Regions from separate parts of the Sus scrofa genome. Here region 2 is linked to region 1. A link is a contact called in public promoter capture Hi-C data. All regions are on one chromosome and are shown on one strand. Each heading gives the region's core, a stretch centred on a gene start, on an enhancer-like site or on the middle of the called end of the contact. The rest is flanking DNA. Distances are from core to core; before and after follow the strand shown.

What was found. Promoter capture Hi-C pulls out the DNA fragments that hold promoters and counts their contacts.
Region 2: a promoter capture Hi-C map of liver shows a contact between it and region 1, with 8 times the contacts expected there. The contact joins the promoter of BCL10 here to the promoter of ZNHIT6 in region 1. A contact is called at or near these places in 3 of 5 promoter capture datasets (fetal liver, fetal skeletal muscle and liver), 3 of 47 Hi-C or Micro-C datasets (fibroblasts, liver and mesenchymal stem cells) and 2 of 2 datasets of contacts at active chromatin or transcription factors (alveolar macrophages and skeletal muscle).

The regions. Positions count from the first base shown.
Region 1 is chr4:130,296,851-130,301,050 of Sscrofa11.1, reverse strand. ZNHIT6 (zinc finger HIT-type containing 6) reads right to left here and starts at 2,942. Exons shown (of 10, transcript NM_001243449.1): 1 at 2,110-2,942; 2 at 907-972; 3 at 714-820; 4 at 543-628. The coding sequence starts at 2,771.
Region 2 is chr4:130,643,380-130,647,667 of Sscrofa11.1, reverse strand. BCL10 (B-cell CLL/lymphoma 10) reads right to left here and starts at 2,241. Exons shown (of 3, transcript NM_001103213.2): 1 at 2,170-2,241. The coding sequence starts at 2,226.

The DNA of each region.
Region 1 (4,200 bases), core at 1,693-4,192:
CTGAGTATCCTCCCATGGACTCTGTTTTCACGTCGAATACCTCAGGAGTCCTCACCAGTTTCTTTAGCCTCCTGTTCAACATGCTTCTCCTCACTCAACTACAGACACGTGCCCCTCTTTTAATTCGGCAAACACACCAACTTCATCCCTGACTCAGTCTTTTGTTTCTACTTGGAAAGTCTTCCTCCAAATGTTCACATGACTGCTTACACGTCATCTCTCAGAGAAGCCTTTCCCAACCACTGTATCAAAAATAGCACCCTTATAACACCCCATTTTCACTTTCTTTAGCCTCCTGTACCTTCTTTATCTTCCACGTGCATTTAACTCTACTGGAAATTACACTTGTTCCTCTACTCATCTCCTGTCTCCTCCTACAATACAACCTCCACGAGGGGAAGGACTTTGTTTTGGTCACTGCTGTTTCCCTAGAAAGCAGAATAGCCCTCGATCATGATAGCCACTTATTATTTGTTGAGTGAAAAAAAAAATAATCTAATTGATTAGAAGAAACTCTGGAAGGGATTATAAAAAATACTTACATGTTTATTGCTTATGGGTCTCTTCAAGAAAGCATCTCTAGAAATATGGTCTGCTGTTCTTGCCACATCTTCTAAAAATCGGTAATCTAAACATTTCAAAATGGAAAAATAAGCAAATGATATACACCAACTGCCAGGAAGCATCAATGTGCTATGCATAAGATGGCTTACCACTCAGGAGATTCATTTCAGTAAACTGCTGTATTGAAACATATGCAGTTTTATCTCGAACTCCATTACACGTCAGGTCTGCTTTGTGTTTCTTCACACAGGGCAAACTGAAGGGACCAAGAGGGGGTACTTTTACAATCTAAGGTAAGAAGGGTACAGATAGAGGTAAGAAAATAGCATGTTACACACATACCTGCAGGAATGTCGCATACAACGCGGACATCTGTACTTTGCTTCTTCTGTACCACAAGTTTCACATCTGCAAAAGACCACATGAAACTTAATAAATTATGCAATATTAATTCTACTTATTTATAAACTTTTAAGGCTGAGTTAGCTACTCGTAATAATCAATTTATAGACATGCAGTCATAGTGAATAAAGCAGATACAAGTAATTCCCATAAAATACTTGATAGTTGTCTAACATCCTTAGAAATTTCTCTTCTAGGAAACAGTCTCTAAATAACAACTACGTTTACAATGTTGTTATAAAACGTAATTCAAGAAAACATTAAATTTTAAAAAGTCATCTCCCTTGGACTTCTTCTTCTACTGTAATCAGAGGATGAGATCAATGATATTTTAACTTGTAATTCCTGACACTGTTAATGACTGTGTGTGCACATCCCCAGAAGTCTAAGCCAGAAGCTATGCTTATATATCTGAACAGCACACGCACTAGAAAAGGATATAAGACCCAGACAAATTGAGAGAGGAGCAGCTGCATCTTTCTTCCTCAACTGCCCACCCAACCTAGAATGCGCACCAAGATAATTTAGAAATCCTGTTACCCACCAATGTCTTCAGCTACTCTTTCAGGATCTTGGGATACCGACAATCAACTACAGCTCCACTGGATCCACTATGTTTGAGACAGTAAAAGCCCCAAGAGTCTGACTACTCTTTTACTTCCCATGCCACCACATGATCACACTAAGGAAACTAAATCAAAAGTAATAAATATTCATAGATCCATAAAGAAACAAAACAATCGGGTGAATTCCAATGTATTTTGCCTAATTTTAACTTACTCCATTTTGTTCTTGTCTTGTTGGTTTTGTGAGACTTTTTCTCACCTCTATACTCTCAAAGGAATACTGAGCCCAGAGAATATTAAGTCAAGAAAAATCTGATCCCAGGGTTGTCTGATTCCAAGAATTTTCACTTCCCAACTTGGCCACTGGACTCTAGTACCAACGCACGTATTTTCACTGTATTTGTTGTCATCTGACAAACCTCCCCTTCCCAAACGCCCCTCCCCCACTACTCAGGCTCCAGGGACCCCAAGTGGTGCCTTTTCCCCATTATTCCGCACCCTGCTGGTAGTTTCTTTCAGTCTAGACCACCCAGGACCCCACGGCTTTACTCCCCCAATGGACTTCTCCCTGCCCTACCTGGACATGGCCAGTTTCCGCTTGGAGCCCACTGGGGGATGCATCTGAGGCTCTTCTTTCACCTGTGCATCGGCCATCACCTCTTCTTTCGGGACATTCTTCTCTTCTTTTACACACATTCCATCCACTCTTTCCTCCGTTTTTATGTTCTGACCTAGAAACACCTCCTCCCGTTTAATCTCCAAGCTGTCTTTCTTCTCTTCCGTCACTTCTAGCCAGTCCGTCACTTCTTCCTTCACCTTCACCTTCTCTTCCTTAACCTCTGGCTCTTCCTCCTCCTCTTCTTTTACCATCAGATTGCTATCCGTCTCCTGCTTCACCTCCAGGGTGCCTGGTTTTTCCTCTTTCACCTCGGGCCCGTCCTCCACCTCCTGCTTCGCCCACGGGTCATTCAACACACCTTGTTCCGTTTCTGACCAGTCCACTACTTCCTGCTTCACGACCGTTAGGTCCACCCGCATCCCTGCCCTTCGTCCACCTCCTGCGCCTTCCCCTATCTTCCCCGTTCCGTCCAGTGCACTCCCCGCCTCCCCACCTCCAGCCTCCTCGGTCCCTCCGGTGCCCCGGACTCTCTCTCCATCGGACTCCAGACCTAGCCGCGCCCCCTCAGCTCCGCTCTGACCTCCTCCCGACGTCTCTTCATTTTCAGCAGCGAAATCCATCAGCTCCGGATCTTTGACTTCCGCCAATACTCTGTCCTTCAATGTGGCTCGTCCAAGCCAACAGGTACGAACTACCGGCCAGAACACCGACCGCGGCCCACGTGTGGACCCCAGAAAAAGCGAGCGGCAGACGCCGGCCCCGAGCCTCTGCTCGAATAGTCGTAAAGCAACGCTTCCGCGCGTCGCCGCTTCACGACTCGTGGAGCCCTTTACGGCTCGGCCGCCGGCCGGCACAGCTCCTCCCGGAAATCGGCTTGGGGCCACGCCCACTGCGAGCCCGCCTTCGGGGCGGGGTTTCTCCCAGCCTGCGGTCGGGGAGCCCGCGCTCTCTGCACGTGGCCACGCGCTTCCGGGAGCGCCGAGGAGCTACGCGCCGAGCCCGACGCCGGGCGTTCGCGACCCGGGGATGGGAGGAGCCGCCCCGGCCTGCGCAGACGGTTCAGTCCAGACGCGTATGGGAGGAACACCTAATATCACGCCTCTCTACGCTTCAGTTTCTCCAGCTCTGCTCCGCAGACGGTGGTATTTACAAATCTTTTAGTTTATTTAAACGATTAGGTGTAATGGTGCATGGAAATAAGCTGGCGGTGATGAAACAAACAGTATATGGTGGCTGTTATTACTGGGAATCCTGATAGGTTTCAGGAAAGAGGGCATTAACTTTTATTCCTTCAATTCTTGGTCAGTAACACCCGGCGTCAGCCCGGTCCACATTTGCAGCATCCTACAGGTTTCTCTTAGAGAATAAATGAATATACTTTATAGATAATAATCTCTCTACCCAAAGACTAGGTCAAAAATTCAGTCCCCAGGAATAAAAGATATATTTAAAAAAAAATACACAAAAATACAAAAAACTGAAAATTTCCTGACATCCATTTCAGTTACTTTAAAATTGTTTTACTGCATAGTGTGCCTTAGGCACTTTCACCTAATCATCAGCTCATGTCTGTGAGATTGATATGTTTTTTTCTGCGGAAGGAGACTTCAAAGAAATGCATTTTGGCTGTGGGCTGCTCTGTGCGACTCCCTCAAATCCTGTTACAGTTTGGAGGGCATTCAGGTGTGAGCACTCATTCGCACGTGGATCAGGGAGTGGGAATTTTAGAGCGAGCCCAGTGAGGAAGAGAGGTAGTTCTGAAACCTTAGTGGGGCTCCACTAATTAAGTAGTGCGAGAAGGAGTTTTGAATTAAGTTAGGAAAGTTTAGTCAATTTTTTTTGTGCATAAGAGGAAGAAGTTTCCAATGGAGTAAAATGGACAGTTCTCCTCCCGCCTCCCCCCCCCCCCCCCAGGTGCTTAGAGGTGTCAGTTGCCTGTGGAGTCAGAGAACCTACCTGGATTGGTTCTGTACCAGGAGCCCTTAATCAATAGAATTGACAAGAGGCCAGAAAAGAAATTCAGGCAAAGCTTTATTGGGACTTGCAGCA
Region 2 (4,288 bases), core at 992-3,491, 350 kb before region 1:
TCTGCCACGATCTCCTGTGGGAGCTGGGCAAGCTCCTCAGCCTCTCTAGCTTCAGATTCCCCACTGGTCATCACCAATAAATACACGGCACGATCCCTGGGAGGACTAACTGGACAGCGCTTACCAGGGACTTGCCCATCCACGGGATTTTTTTTTTGCCTTTTTAGGGTATCACCTGAGGCGTATGGAAGTTCCCAGGCTAGGGTCAAATCTGCACTGTAGCTCCTGGCCTACACCACGGCAACACCAAATCCGAGTCTCATCTGCAACCTGCACCACACCTCACGGCAACGCCGGATCCTTAATCCACTGAGTGAGGAAAGGGATGGAACCTGCGTCCTCATGGATACTAGTCAGGTGTGTTACCGCTGAGCCATGACGGGAACTCCATCCATGGATTTTAGTATCAGCGGCCAGTCCTCCATAGTTACAGAGGGATGATTGTATATTCTTCAAGAGAGAAAACAGCAGAAACAACAAGCAGCTTTGAGGGAGGGATGATAAAATGATCAACCTTAGACAAGGTGAGGAATCTGAAGGATATCAAACTGGATTTCCCGCAACTATTTGGAAATAAGCACTTAGATTTGGGAAAGAAGGCAGGCCAAATATATGTATGATAATTTTAAACCTTCTAAGGTCATAAACCATTTCCATCACGTGAAAAAATGTTCTAAGAAAAAAATGAGCAGCTCTATTTTTTTCACAGCTGTCCTGAAACCGGTGCATGATTCCCCAAGGTTATGAATTTCAGAGCTGGCTGTGCACTGAAATCTTGGAGATGGAGAATGTCAATGAGCTGACGGCAAAAAATACAGGCCTGGCAGTCACCCTTCACATCTGTGTTTGTGTGCGGGTTTTGGAACCTCCCACTTGCAACCTCTCACTACCTGTTTTGTCAACTGTAAAATGGAAAAGACAGCGATCCCCCTCAGAGGCTGGTGTACAGATGACGCTAGAACACTGTAAACCGTGCGATGCAGCACCTGCCTCCTGAAGTTCATGCTTTTACTGGCACAAATCCTGAACAGCACAACACTCATTCTTTAGTAGTTACCAACATCCGAGTTCTGACGGGAATGGGAAGCAGGGACCTGTCATTTTTGGGTATCTTTCCAGGCCGAGGAACAGTGCTTTCCATCTAGTGAGCGCCCCAGAATTATCTGCTGAAGGAGGAAATTAAGGCACAAGCCCTACTCTTAACCAGAGTCCTTCTGCTAATGAGTCACACCGACTCTGCATTATGGGTACAGTGTGATAAACCTCACAGGTGAGGGAAAAGGAAGCACAGGAACATTTAAAAAGCTGCTTCCTGTCCACTTCACAAAGGTGGTTTTGTACAGCACTGCGGCGCTAAGCGAGAACACAGTTCATGTTGATTTTTAAAATGTGAATTAATACAAAGTATTTTAATGGTACTCATACAAGTCTCACAAAGCAAAACAAACAACTAAGAGCAAAGGGTAAGAGAAACAAGTCACTCTTGGTGAATAAATATTAAGATTTGTACATTTCTGCAGCATCCAAGCAGCGGAGCATAACGCAGCTACCGAATGTTTCCAGCGTTCACCTGTAAATAAATTCTCGGCCTTCGGGCCCCGGCCCCCGTCCCCTCCCCCTCGCCCCTCCGATTTAAATACGTGGGCGTTTGCTTTCTAGGGGAATTCCGACTCGTGCTTTCAGCTGCTGAGCTTCCCTCAACCCCCGCTGCCAAAGTTTCACATATTTGCTCCACTGCTTGGGATGCTTTACCTGGTCCAGCTTTTGCTCCAGGCTGAGAGAGCCAGCAGCCAAGGCTCAGACTCAAGGACGAGCTTGAGTCGCCGACTTCCGACAACGTAGCTCCACCCCTGGAAGCGCCAGAGGATGGGTGGGGAGTGGGCCGGAGGCTGTGAAGGAGCGCTCCACCCAACAAGGTTCCAGAAACCCAAGCCCCGCTTTGATTGATTTAACACGCGAGTTCACAGGTCACCAGGGGTCGGACCGCTTCCACCAGGTCCCCGCGATGCCGGCTCGGCTCCCGCGGCGCCCGGACCTGCCGCTTCTCCCACCGCGCGCTGCTCCCCAGCTGCGGGCCGGGCCGGGCCGGGCCGCCGGGTTTCCGCTCCCGTCGCCCGCAGGCACGCAGCCCGCCCCGCCCGCCCGCCCGGGCCCGGCCGTGCTACTCACGTCCTTCTTCACTTCGGTCAGGTCCTCCTCGGTCAGGGACGGCGCGGCGGGCTCCATGGCGGAGGCGGGGGACGGCGCTCCTTCCGGGTCCGCGCTCGGGCTGCGCCGCCCCGCCCAGGCTGGGGGCTTCGGCCTCCCGAGGAGGGGTGGGGAGGGGAGGCGGAGAGGGTGGGGGGACGGCTACCTCCTCGAAAACAGGGGGACCGAGGGTCAAACAAGCGCTTCCGGCTCTGCCTCCGGGCCGACGGCGGCGCAGACCTACGCGTCTAGACGCCGAGCTCCGGGCTCGGCTCCTGCGCGCTCGCGGAGGCCGGGGCGCAGGACCGCCCCTCTGGGAGGCCGGCCCTCGGAGAGCCCGTCCCGTCTCTCCGAGAGCCAATCGGAGCCAGCCCGCGGCCGGCCTGGTCCCGCCCCCGGCCGGAGCCCTTCCAGGGTGGCCCCGCCCACGGCCTCCAGGTCGTTTGCATGGGGCGGGGGGAGGCCTCCCGAGAGGATCGTTTCCGTGGGCGGGGCCGGCGCGGCTCGGTCTGTGGGCGGTCGCCGCCCGCGCGGGCGGCTCTGATGCAGCTGGAGCTCTGCTGGTCGGTGCTGCTGTGTTCCTCCCCTTCTCCCAGCCCCTGCCCACCGATTTCCTGTTGCTGTTTGCCCACGCAAGTTTTACAATGGTTTGGTCACACACAGACGCTCGCGCGCGCGCACACGAGACTCATATACAGCCTAACTGCAGTTCATATTGAAGGAATTTCTGAAAGAGAAAAACCGCCTACAATGCCATCACTTTAACACCTCATTTAACCTCTGCATACTTTCTGGTCACTGTTTATGATAAACGTATTTCCTTATTTCTTCATCTGAGGGATGAAGATGTGTCTCTTCTACCTCTCACAGGTGACAATTCAATGACGTGACAGATGTGAGGTTCTTAGAGGTCTGGGCCCACAGTCCGTGCTCAGCTCTTGCTCAAACATTTATTGAGTCCTTCCTACTATATTCTAGACACCCAGTCCCGTAAGAGTTCTCCCATCTTTCTGGGGGAGACTGATGAACAGATACGATTCTCAGAACGGTGCATCCAAAGTAACGAGGGTGATAAGTCCGGAAAGGGCTCAGGGCCCAAGACGATTGTTTGGACAACATGGTAAATAAACTAGAAAGAAAGTATATGGTATTTGGAAGCTAGAGGGTAGATAAAAATGCGGACCAGGGGGCGGAAGACAAATTTGAGGATCCAGAATCCTTTAAAGGAAGGGAAAACAAGAACCAGAAAACAACAATGTTGTCAAGGCCGCATCAATGTATTTTTCCATCACAGGGCAGGGATCTTACTTTTAACATTACATCATGTGTGTTTGTCCATATTCATACACAGTATTTTTTCTGATTGCTTAATCTTCCGTCATCTTTTTCTAACCCAATTCACTTAACTAGTTGTTCTTTCATTCACAAATATTTGTTGAATGTCAACTATGGGCCAGACACTGTTCTAGGTGCTGGGGAAATAGCTATGAACGAAATAGTTAAAAATTCCTTTCCTCCTGGAGTTTAAATTCGTGTGTGTGTGTGTGTGTGTGTGTGTGTGTGTGTGTGTGTTTGGGGCAGGGCAGACAGACATTTGAAAAATGTTATGTAAATTATTTATTACGTTAGAAGATGATAAATACGCAGAAAATATAAAACGGGGCAGCAGGTTGAGGGGGTATGGCATGGTGAGTGAAGACCTGTTGAGAAGGGGATTTGGGTCGCACTTGAAGGGGCTGAAGGAAAGAGCCATGTGGACAAGCAGAGGGAGCAGCCAGGGGAAAAAAGCAGGGGGACGGGAGGCCAAGTCCAGGGCAGCTGTGCTTCATCTCTGCTCTGAGTCACAGGACAGCCTCTGAGTCAGACAAGAAGCCACTGGAGGACGCCGAGCAGAGGAGTGGCGCGATCCGATTTATGATTGGAAAAAGGCGCGCTTTCACTGTTGCCTTGAGGGAAAGGAAGAGGGGAACGGGGGACCCTCAAGGAGCTACTGCCTTTGTCCCCAGGAGGTGGTGGCTCAGAACAGGGTTGCTGGCAGTGAGGGTGGGGAGACCATTTTGAAGAGACGGGAGGTGGGGGGGGGAAGAGGGAGTGATTTCAT